2 separate regions of the Mus musculus genome follow, and region 1 is linked to region 2. A link is a contact called in public HiChIP or PLAC-seq data. All regions are on one chromosome and are shown on one strand. The core of a region is the stretch at or near the end of the contact, and the rest is flanking DNA. Distances in the headings are between cores, read along the strand shown.

Evidence for each region. HiChIP or PLAC-seq counts read pairs in DNA pulled down with a chosen protein or histone mark.
Region 1: an H3K27ac HiChIP or PLAC-seq map of stem cell-derived neural progenitor cells shows a contact between it and region 2, with 7 times the contacts expected there. The contact joins two enhancer-like sites. A contact is called at or near these places in 3 of 484 Hi-C or Micro-C datasets (the N1E-115 cell line, nephron progenitors and palatal mesenchyme) and 1 of 115 datasets of contacts at active chromatin or transcription factors (stem cell-derived neural progenitor cells).

The regions. Positions count from the first base shown.
Region 1 is chr11:109,207,452-109,212,646 of GRCm38.p6, forward strand. No RefSeq gene overlaps it. Among named protein-coding and RNA genes, the nearest start is that of Gm39440, 9.5 kb to the right of the region's middle. Within about 2 kb of position 3,575, at least 17 of the 459 cell types and tissues checked have an H3K27ac peak or open chromatin away from gene starts, as enhancers often do. A contact at or near this core is called in stem cell-derived neural progenitor cells, where this site is marked.
Region 2 is chr11:108,023,094-108,028,372 of GRCm38.p6, forward strand. The region is part of intron 5 of Prkca (protein kinase C, alpha); the gene reads right to left. Among named protein-coding and RNA genes, the nearest start is that of Mir7223, 29 kb to the left of the region's middle. Within about 2 kb of position 2,853, at least 53 of the 459 cell types and tissues checked have an H3K27ac peak or open chromatin away from gene starts, as enhancers often do. A contact at or near this core is called in stem cell-derived neural progenitor cells, where this site is marked.

The DNA of each region.
Region 1 (5,195 bases), core at 2,325-4,824, 1.2 Mb after region 2:
GCAAGTTTAGAGATCTGAGTCCAATCCCTAGAACCCTTATAAACTACTGAGTTGGGTGGTACAGAGTCCTAATCCCAGGGAAGGGAAGACTGGAAGATCCATGGAGTGCCCTGGGCAGCAGCCACACCGGCTTAAGTGGTGAGCTTCGGCAGTGAGAGAGACCTTGTCTCGAAAGAGGTAGACGGAGGATGGAACGATGATTCAGCAGCGAAGAGCAATTGCTGCTCTGCCAAAGGACTGAGGTTTGGTTTGAGCACTCACAAGGTGGCTCACAACCATCTGTAGCTACAATCCCAGGGTAAAATGGCACCCTTTCTATCCTCTTTAAGTACCAGGCACTATATATATATATATATATATATATATATATATATATATCCCCAGGACAATGTTCCTGGGCACTACAACCCAAGGTTGTCCTTTAACCTCCTAATATACTTGCATTCATACCTTCATACAGATGTGCATATTTTCATGTACACACACACAGTCACTGTTTTTCTTGCACATACACACACACACACACACACACACACACACACACACACACATATATATACATATATATATATATATATATATATATATATATACATATATATGGCTGGAGAATAAAGCCTGGAGAAGCATTGTATTAGTATTAATACATGAAAGAAGCCAGTTAGTAGAGAAACACCAGATGCTCTTCCCCACCTGGGTTTCATACAACAAGCAGAGCATGCCTCAAAAAGTATATGCTATACCAACCAGGGAAAGGTGGATATTATGTCAGTGTCCTATAACTGGTCGTATGGTTCACGGCCTGGTGCCTTGGGGAATTCCTTCCCACCTCCTAGCCCACTCCCACCCTCAGAGTGCTTTCCCTTAATAAACTGCCTCTCTTTCTATGCCTAACCATGGGTCCCTGGGGGCAATTCTTGGCTGTGAGACCCAAGAACCTGGATACTTCAGCAGCTGCCCCACGACTCACATCCACACTGAGAACAAGTATCAATGTGTGCCGTGTGCATAAATGAATGTGTGCATTTGCACACAGGGTGGGGCATGTCTACACATATGTGCAGGTGCATTTCAAGGTCCCAGGTTGACATCGGGAGTCGTCTTCTGTGGTTCTCTCAGTGGAACCAGAGCTCACTCATAATGGTTGATTTAGCTAGATGGCTTGCTCTGAGGATTCTCTGCCTCTGCCTACCGAGCAGCAGATTTATAGACCACTGCCACACACACACACACACACACACACACACACACACACACAGGTCCTTGTGCCTGCTCAGAAAGCACCTTCCTCACTGAGACACTACTATCATAAAGCTCAAAGGCGTATGTTTTCCATCCCATCATGCACTATGGGTCCATCCCTGTGTCATCACAGGATCTTTACCAACTGTACATCCTGACATTCTATAGAGGCAGTGTTTACTTTGCTGTGCTCAGTGTTGGAGAAATAGCTGGATCTCAAACTCAATGACTATAAACAATGCAGCAATTAACATCCCTGGCCATGACCTACTCAAACGGTTCAGAATCTCGCTGAGCTTCAGTCTGAAATGAGATGATAGATGTAAGGTGTCCGGAAAAGACATGATTGACCAAGGATGCTGGAGAACATTAAGACGGAAAGTAAAAACAATAGTATGTGTCTTATTTTGCCCTTGAGACAGAATTAGCCCAGGTTAGCCTTTAGTTCACCACGTAGCTGAGACTACTTTTGATCAATTTCGTAATGCCTACTGCCTCTACAGTAGACAATGCACCACTCTGACCAGGTGACGGCAAAACTGCTTTTAAATACATGTATGTCTTCCTCAAGATTTAGGTTTATACTTTGCAAGTTTCTAGTTATATTTGGTAGATAATTTGCTTTGCCCTTAGAACCACCCTGCCCAGATGCCCTCTGCAGGCTGACACACTCACTGTGTCCCAACTGCTGTGTGAACTGACAGCAAAAGTCTCAGAGTGGCCCCAACTGCTGTCTGCAAAACTGTCATTGGCCTAAGGAACCAGTTAGGTTGGATGTATCTGGAATGTCAGTTCCCCACTACCACTAACACAGCCACAGCCACCAGACAGTGGCTATAGAATGCATAAGACAGCTTTCTTGCCCCAGTGGGACCATCATTCATATTGCAAATCTCCAGTGCAGAAGTGGGAAAAGCCTAGCTTCAACAGAGGCCTCTCTTCGTCGTCTGCTTCCTTCGAGTTTATTCAAGCTTCTTGCCCAGAGTTTCTTTCAAGCCATTTGCAGGAGATTCCATGTTTTGAGTGATTCCATCCTCAGAATAATTCCTGGGGAAGAGCATGAAGTTAAGACAATGGCCCTCATGTCAAGCCCAGCAGCACTGGAGCGGGGTATAGGGGCGAGCGGTGAGATGCTATCGGAAGGTTGTCTATCTCATAACTTCCTGCTTAAAATACCCTCAAACAGATACGCAGCAGATGCCCTTATCCAGCCAAATAGGAGCCTGTGAGCCACTGAATGGCCAACAGCAAGCCAACACTGGGTGGAGAACACGATGCCCCATGACCCTGCACAAAGAGAGGCCAAACAAGCCACCTAAACAGGACCTAAGAAAGCCAAGGCGCTTTGCAGGGCTGACAGGCTAAAGGCAAACAGAGATATCATCAGGACAAAGTTCAGAGCAGGGCCAAGGTGAAAAGTGAACTGTCTGACCCGGGTTCATAAGCATCAGCTGGACAAGGACATGCATTGATACTAGAGCCACCTGATGCTCTCCCAGTACAAACAATAATAACCAAAACACCTGGTACCGCCTTTGCGTGGATAAGCCAGTGTCTTTAATCTCTTCCTTCCTTCCTTTCTTTCTTTTCCCCTTGATGACTGAAGTACCCACTCTGTGGGGCCTTCTGCTAGAGCCACACTGGTAATAGTGACAAGACTTTGATGTCCCCCTCATTCAACAGAATGTTGTTTAGTTCAAAGTGAGGAACAGAGGCAATTCTTTGCTTTTAAATTATTAGCTCCCTAAGTCTTCTGTAATGATATAGTTTGACTGAAGTGCGCAGTTTATTAACTACATAAAGACGACATTATCAGAGCGGAGAAAGGCCGCTGCGAGTTTTGCCTTTCAGCCTAGCAGCAGGGGTTTCTGACACTTTGATCTGCATCAATGCTAAATGTCTTTGTGAGATAGAGGGAGCGGGCTGAAATTATCTTTGGCAGGGTGGTAGCATCAATTATTCAAGCCCTTTTCCTTATGAATTAAAGTGTTCTTCAACTTCTACCCCACTTGTGGGCCCGGGTGGGGTTTTTTCCCCCTTTTATTGTTGTTTTTCTAGTCAGGAAAGGCACTCGGAATAAATCTCCAGGCAATCGCTACTCATACTCCGGCTGACCTTTGAAAATCCACATCTCCTCCTTCCTAATTGCTCTCTCCACCCTCAGTTCCCGGCCTTGGTCTTCTCTGAGGTGACCCAAAGGACTGTTGAGAGAAAAGGGCACCATTGTCTCCACTGGGCTTCCTGCCAAAACGGTCAGCAGAGACCAATGAAGGAGCCTCTTGACAAGAAGTGTCCGTTTGAAACTCAGTGAAGCAGAGGCACCCACACGCCACTCGAAGCCCTTCTGGATGCCCTCGGCAACACGCTGGCTCCCGGTGAACAGCTCCATTCTCAGATTGCCAGTGTGATCCTGAACATGGTGCCTTCCGGGATGTGATCTTGAGGCTATTATGGACTAACATCCAAGAGTGAGCCATCAAAATAAACCAGGAAGGTATATTAGGGAAGGGAAGACTGGAGGGGAGGGGAGGGGGAGAGGGGAGGGGAGGGGAGGGGAGGGGAGTCAGAGTGCATTGGTGTTCAGTTATTCCCTCAATAGCTGCAGGGAAACGGTCCTAGAAACCCCTCCCCCCAAGATACCAAAATCTATTAGTGTTCAAGTCCCATATACACTTGCTATGATTCCAGTTTGCTCTTTTTGTTTTTGTTTTGTTTTGTTTTTATTTTGTGAGGACTTGTTCTGAGCCTTGTCCCCTAAATAATGTAGTGTGCAGTCTGCACAGAGCCTACACACATCTTTCAAACCCTTAAGTAAGCCGAACCCATCTCTATGGTCAGCTTATAAAAGCTAAAACTGCAAAAGCCACAATGAGCACATAGACAGATGCTGGAAGTGCTGCCCAGTGGTTGGCCCTGACTCCAGCCATTTTAGACATAACAGTTCATGTTGACCTTTAATGCGATGGGTCCTGTGTGAAGCTTACAGTTGTGGAATTTCTTAAGATTAACAAACCTCTTAACATAGAGAACCCAACAGGGTATGTGGTCAGCATGACCCTGCTCTGAGTCAAGTTATTTTTTCTACATCAATGACTAGCAGGCATATTACAGCAACAATATGAAATAGCTGTCAGGCATGGAACAAAATGGCTGTAGCTATGCTCAGGGGTGAGCCTTAACAACACAATATACCTTGGTCATATTTGTCGTGCTCAATTTGTGTTGCCTGACTCCTCCTGAGCATGCGTCCTGCTCTGGTGGGTGGTTGATATACTCACTCTCCCTCCATTGAAAAATACTCATTTTTTTCCTTCCACGGCAGAGATCACTTGGGAATAGCTTCTTGGCTAGGGGTAGGATTTCATTACCCACAGCCACACCCAACCTGTACTGGGATTTCATCTGGCTTGAGCTTGTTCGAGACTTGCGAATGTTGTCCCAGTTTCTGTGAGTTCATCTGCCCTGTTACATCTGGAAAACTGTTTTCATCCACACCTCTGTCTGGCCCATACATCTCAGTTACATCTAATTCCTAACCTAACATAAATGCTACATAAGAGCGTGTCCACCGTGCTGCCCAGGGAATAATGGCAAAGAGGGAAATTCTGTGCCTGTCCAACAGGTTCGGTTGTTTTCTGAATGCTTTCCAGTTTGGGACTAGTTGGATCTACATATGCAGAATCAGCAGAGAGCGCTGACTGCCCTGGGCTGAGCATGGTTTCTGGACACTTCGGTTTTGGATCACTAATCTTATCCCATTCCTGTCCTTGCACTTGTGGGAAACAGCCCTGGAAGGTACTAAAGCTTAGCGAGGGGCTGAAGAGAGGAGGCAGGAAGTGAGAAAGCTAGCAAGGTGGGTACTGTAGACTCCTCCATGACGGGGGGGGGGGGTCACTAGAGATGAGTCTCAGAAGGGTGTTGATCCTCAAACTCAGCCCTCTGTTGAGTAGGAT
Region 2 (5,279 bases), core at 1,603-4,102:
GGTTCAAAGGCATCCCACCTGGGCCACGGATGGGATCGGGAGGGAAAGGGCTGGACAGCAAGCTTGGCACACATCGTGGGCTCCAGGACACCACAGAGCGCTCAGCTTTCTCCAAGCCCAGCTTTCCCCGGCATGTTGCTGGGAAGAACATGCTGTTCTTGAGGCTCGTTTGCGCCTTGACTCTGGGCGTCATCGGGTGATGCTGAGAAGGAGAAACTGTCTCTGAGGGGCTGCCAGTTCCAGCACGGAGCTGTGAGCCAGTTCCCTGCCAGGAGACAGAACTCCCCGCAAATGCTGACGGGGAAACCGGCCGGGGTGACAGATTGCTTCCGGAACGGGATTTGCTGAATGCCCTTCCCATGTGATGCTTTGGGGGTGGTCCAGCTGTCTAGCAATAAGGCAAGGCTCCTGGTTCAGGGATTCTGACTCTCAAACAGTGCAGAGAGGCTGAGCCGTGATGCAACTGGGGTGTGTCAGAGGTGGTGGTGGACACACGATAGTGGGACCCTGTGGCGGAACCAACCACAAAGCTACAGGCCATCAGGTGTGCACAGCAAACTCCAGCAGAGGAAAGCATCTAGCAGGTTCCAGTTGGTACACATAGGAAGTTCTCAGGCTACAATCCCTGAGGTACGCAGGCTCTAACTTAAAGTAGTAAGGCACCCTAAAACTCCCTGAGACGCTCTCCTTCTCTCTCTCTCTCTCTCTCTCTCTCTCTCTCTCTCTCTGTGTGTGTGTGTGTGTGTGTGTGCAGAGTGTAGAGGACAGCCTTGGCTGTTGGTCCTTACATGCCATAAACCCTGCCATCTTGAGACAGGGTTTCTCATTGGCCTGGAGCTCACAAAATAAGCTAGGCTGGCTGGCCAGTGAGTCCCAGGGATCCGATTGTATCAACCCCACCTCCACCCCCATCCCAGCACTGAGACTATAAGCACATCCTCTTCCCCCCCCCCCCCACCACAACCTTTTTTAATCCTGAAGGTTCTGGGGGATTGAATTCAGGTCTTCATGCTTGCATGCTGTCACCCCAGCTCATTCTGTGTCTCCTTAAATCACAAATGTCTTAATATTTTTTTTTTCGAGACAGGGTTTCTCTGTGTAGCCCTGGCTGTCCTGGAACTCACTTTGTAGACCAGGCTGGCCTCGAACTCAGAAATCCACCTGCCTCTGCCTACAAATGTCTTAATATAAATTTATATTCTCTATGGCATTTGAAGACACTCTTAGGCCCTAGCGGAAAGATATCTGTAGACTTCACAGACCAACTCTCTCAGGACAGTGACAGCTGACTTCTCTCTTCACATTGGGACACTGCAGATTGTCATCCCTGTAGAACACGTTATCCTCCCAGGCTGGTCTCCCTCTGCCTGGCAGATGGGAAGAGTCTTACACTATGATCTGAACGCTTGTGATTCCCCACCCAATTAATATGCTCTAATTTCTAGTCCCCAGGTGAAGGTACTAAGAGGTAGAGTCCAGAGAGGTGATTAGGTCAGGAGAATGGGCCCCTCATGGATGAGATTTGTGCCCGTATAAAGTAGGTTTTAGGGAGCTTGCTAGCTTTTCCCACCGTGTGAGGACCCAATGAGAAGGCATTATTTCAGGATCAGGAAATGGGTTCCCCATGGGTACAGCAGCTGCCAGTTTCTTGAACTTGATCTTCCCAGCCTGAGTCCCACATTCCTGTTGTCTATCAGCTACAGTACCATGTGACAGAGGCCTGAGTGGAGCAAAGCCACCAGGGAGTTGAGAGTGACCTAGACAGTGTGGAACAAGAACCTGCTGGGGCTTGATATTGGGTAAGAACTGCAAATGAGGGTGCTGGTCCAGGGTGGTCACGTCATATTCTCCTTAGTGTGAATGTGAGTCCTCCATGAACTGGCACCCAAGAGCAGTCAACTCTGTCCAGATAGAGGCAAGTGATTCTTTCTTCAAGCAAGTGACAAGGTAGAGTTGACACTCTGTAGAGGAATGCATTGGACTGTGTGATGTGAGGCAGGAAGAGATGACATCCTCCTCTCGGGAGCAGGGTACCACTGAGAGATTTCTCATCAACACTCCAGTGGCACTTGGACTCTGTGTCTAGAGGTCTGATCTTGAAACTAATAATAGTCTAATAGCCAGAGTATCCCACCATTCACTTCAACAAATACTTTTTATTTGCTTTTTATTTTTATTTTGTGTTTTTTTTGAGACATAAGCTTGCTACATAGCCTAGGCTGGCCTTGAACCCGCCATCGTCATACTCTGCCTTCCCATGGCTAGGTTTACAAGCAGGTACAAACACATCATGCTGTAGTCTTCAGCATGCTCCATCCTCTGATTTACCAAGCCAATAGTGGTATAACTTCAGAGCCGACACTGGTTTCAACTGACTGGTTAAGGAAGTCAAATATCTTATTCCACTCAACCTGTCACATGCAGGACTGACACATGATTCCCAAAGACTCACGGGTTACTCTCCTCTCGACTGTTTTGAACACCTACCACCGAGCATAGCAGCATGGGGAAGTTATCTGCCACACACACGGGTCTCCATACAACCTTTGCCCTGTGATTCTGGGTTCATGCTGTCCCATCCCTGGGCACACCCTATCTGGAACACAACCCTGTTCTCTGGCTTTCCAGCCTCCTGCTAGCCCTGTCTATCAGATCTCCACAGGCTGACAGAAACACGGGGACAGGGACAAAACACTTCCTCCCCAGGCATCTCCCCAGGGTCAACACAGGGCAAGGCAAAAGCCACGCAGGCCAGATTCTTGGATTCTGACAGGAGCTGGAGTGGGCAAGGCCTTTCGAGGCTCTCACTTTGAGCTGCAGTTCACAGAGTGTCCATTTGGAGGGACTCCAACACAAGGGAAAAACCAAACAGGCCTTTTTCCAAGGAGACTCAATTCAGGCCAAAAGGAGCCAAGTGCTTTCCCAGAAGACATCAAATGATTTGAAGAGTCTCAGAGTGCTCAAAGACTAAGGGACATAAAATGTATTGTTAGTTTTCAGGAAGAAAATATGCCATGCAGGGCCATTTGCTCCACATTTCTAGGGCAACCATTACACATGGAGCTTTGCTGGGTTTCACCCAATGAGATGCAAAGGCATCTTCAGCAAAGAACAATTGTAGATGAGGCATCAACAAATGAGACGTGGGTCACTTGGAGGGTCTTGGCTGTCTGGCTTGCTGCATTTGCTCTAATCACACTGCACCAAGCTTGCGGATGCTGTCTGTGGTCACGAGCACGGACTCTGATTTGATCTCATTTGTGCTAATAAACAATGACTCACAAATTCTATGATCTTAGTTTCCTTATGGCCAGAGTCAAGGGCAAGAAGAGCGAGCAACACTGAGAATATACCCACCTTGTGTGACCACAAACCTGAATTCAAGGACTTAAGAAGTACATTGTTTAAAAACACATTCACTGAATGTTCTGCTGTCTAAACCCACTACTTTGTCACAAGGGTGGCTTTCTGCCCCAGTAAATCCAGTGTCCCCAAATGGTGAGTCAGCAACTACTCAATCAAAGTCAGCTAAAGAATTTAATGAGCGTGGTATGCACAGTCAGTTCATGCTCCCTCCTTCCTTCCCTCCCTCCCCCTCTCTCTTCCCCTCCCTCCCTCTCTCTCTTCCCCTCCCTCCCCCTCTCTTCCCCTCCCCCCCTCTCTCTCTTCCCCTCTCTTCTCCTTTCGTCCTACTCTGTCTCCTTTCTTCAACTTTGAGACATAGTCTTACTGTATAGCCCTGTTTCCCTTTTAATATAGCCTCCTCTTGCATACACTAAGTACTCCAATAACACGTATGTTATCTGCTAATATTCTATAATTCCAAAGTAGATGACTGTGAAAAATATTTGCTAGTTGTGGGAGACAGATAAGATCTGCATATAAACATAGGGAGGCATTGATTTTAAGAAATAATTACTTCTCATTGTAGGGACAATGCATAGTCATCATAAAATAATTTAAATGCACAAAGTATAAAGGCAAAGATTAAAGGCAATTGCACTTCCACCAAAACAGAGGATTGATGCTGACATACTGTTATGCTGATTGACAATTGCTCTCCTGTAAAGACATCTATAGTATAATATTGATTGTTTGATTATAATGTTGGGGATAAAGCCCAGGGTCTTGTATATGCTAGGTAAGCACATTATCATTGAGCCATATCTCTAGCCTGTAATATTTATTTTTATAGAATTCACATAACTTTATGGTAGTTAAAAATTCCTTCTTAATAAAAGTTACCAAAGTAATTTTTAAAAAGCATTTTTTAATGCCCAGCATTCTATTTTGTAGCAAAGACTTTAAAATAAGTTCAGTTTGTACATTTACATGGTTTAAAAATTCCTCATCTTTGTATATAACAACTGATTGTCTTCATACATAAATTTCTGCTTTTCTTCTTGGGCTGCATTCTTAGAAGGAGAGTAAAAGATATAAAAACCCTTGCCAAACTGCTCCCCCCAAAGTTGTATCAAAGTCCTACCAAAAATCATATTAAAGATAAAGTGAGAAAAATAAAGAGTAACATTGTAAGTTTGATTTTTTTTTTTTTTGAGGCTTAACAGTCTTTATAGCTATTGGGCCATGTGAATTTCTTTTTCTCTGACTTAATTCTCAATTCCTTTAGGGTAGTAAACAGGTTTCTTACTGGCTAGAGGGAATGTTTGGATGCACATGACAGTGGTCCTTCTCCCTGTTTGCCACGCTCTGTGTTTAGATTTAATTCCGTAGGCTTCTAGAAACACAAAGGAGTCTATCTTTTCACACAGTCAAAGCTACCAACATGTTTTCTTTCCTTTCTTCCATTTCTTTTAGGCTTAGGAAATCCTTGCCCTCCGTGAAGGTAGTTAAGTATTCGCCTGTGTTTTCTTTCATTATTTTGTTTCCTTTTTTTAATAATTAACTTCCAGATGCACTTGAAATTTATTTTGGTGTAAAGCACGAGGGGAGATCTCATTTATTTATTTATTTTTCTTCCAAACGTTTAGACAATTTTCCCAACAACGTCTGTGGAATGAACCACACCTTCTCTCTAGTCCTGGAAGCCTCTGTTTATTTATAAGCAGGCTCCAATTTCAGGGTATCTGCTTTATCACATTCAATTCCCTGTTAGTCCCTGCAGCAGCCAACATTCTAAACTGTTTCAAGTTTCCAAGGTATTTTAGAACCATCCACATGTCCCACACTGTGCTTCTCAGAGCAGCTCTCTGTCCACTGTCGAAAAATCTCTGCACTTCTGTACTCATGGATCTGTGTTGGTTGCAACTCTTCATTGC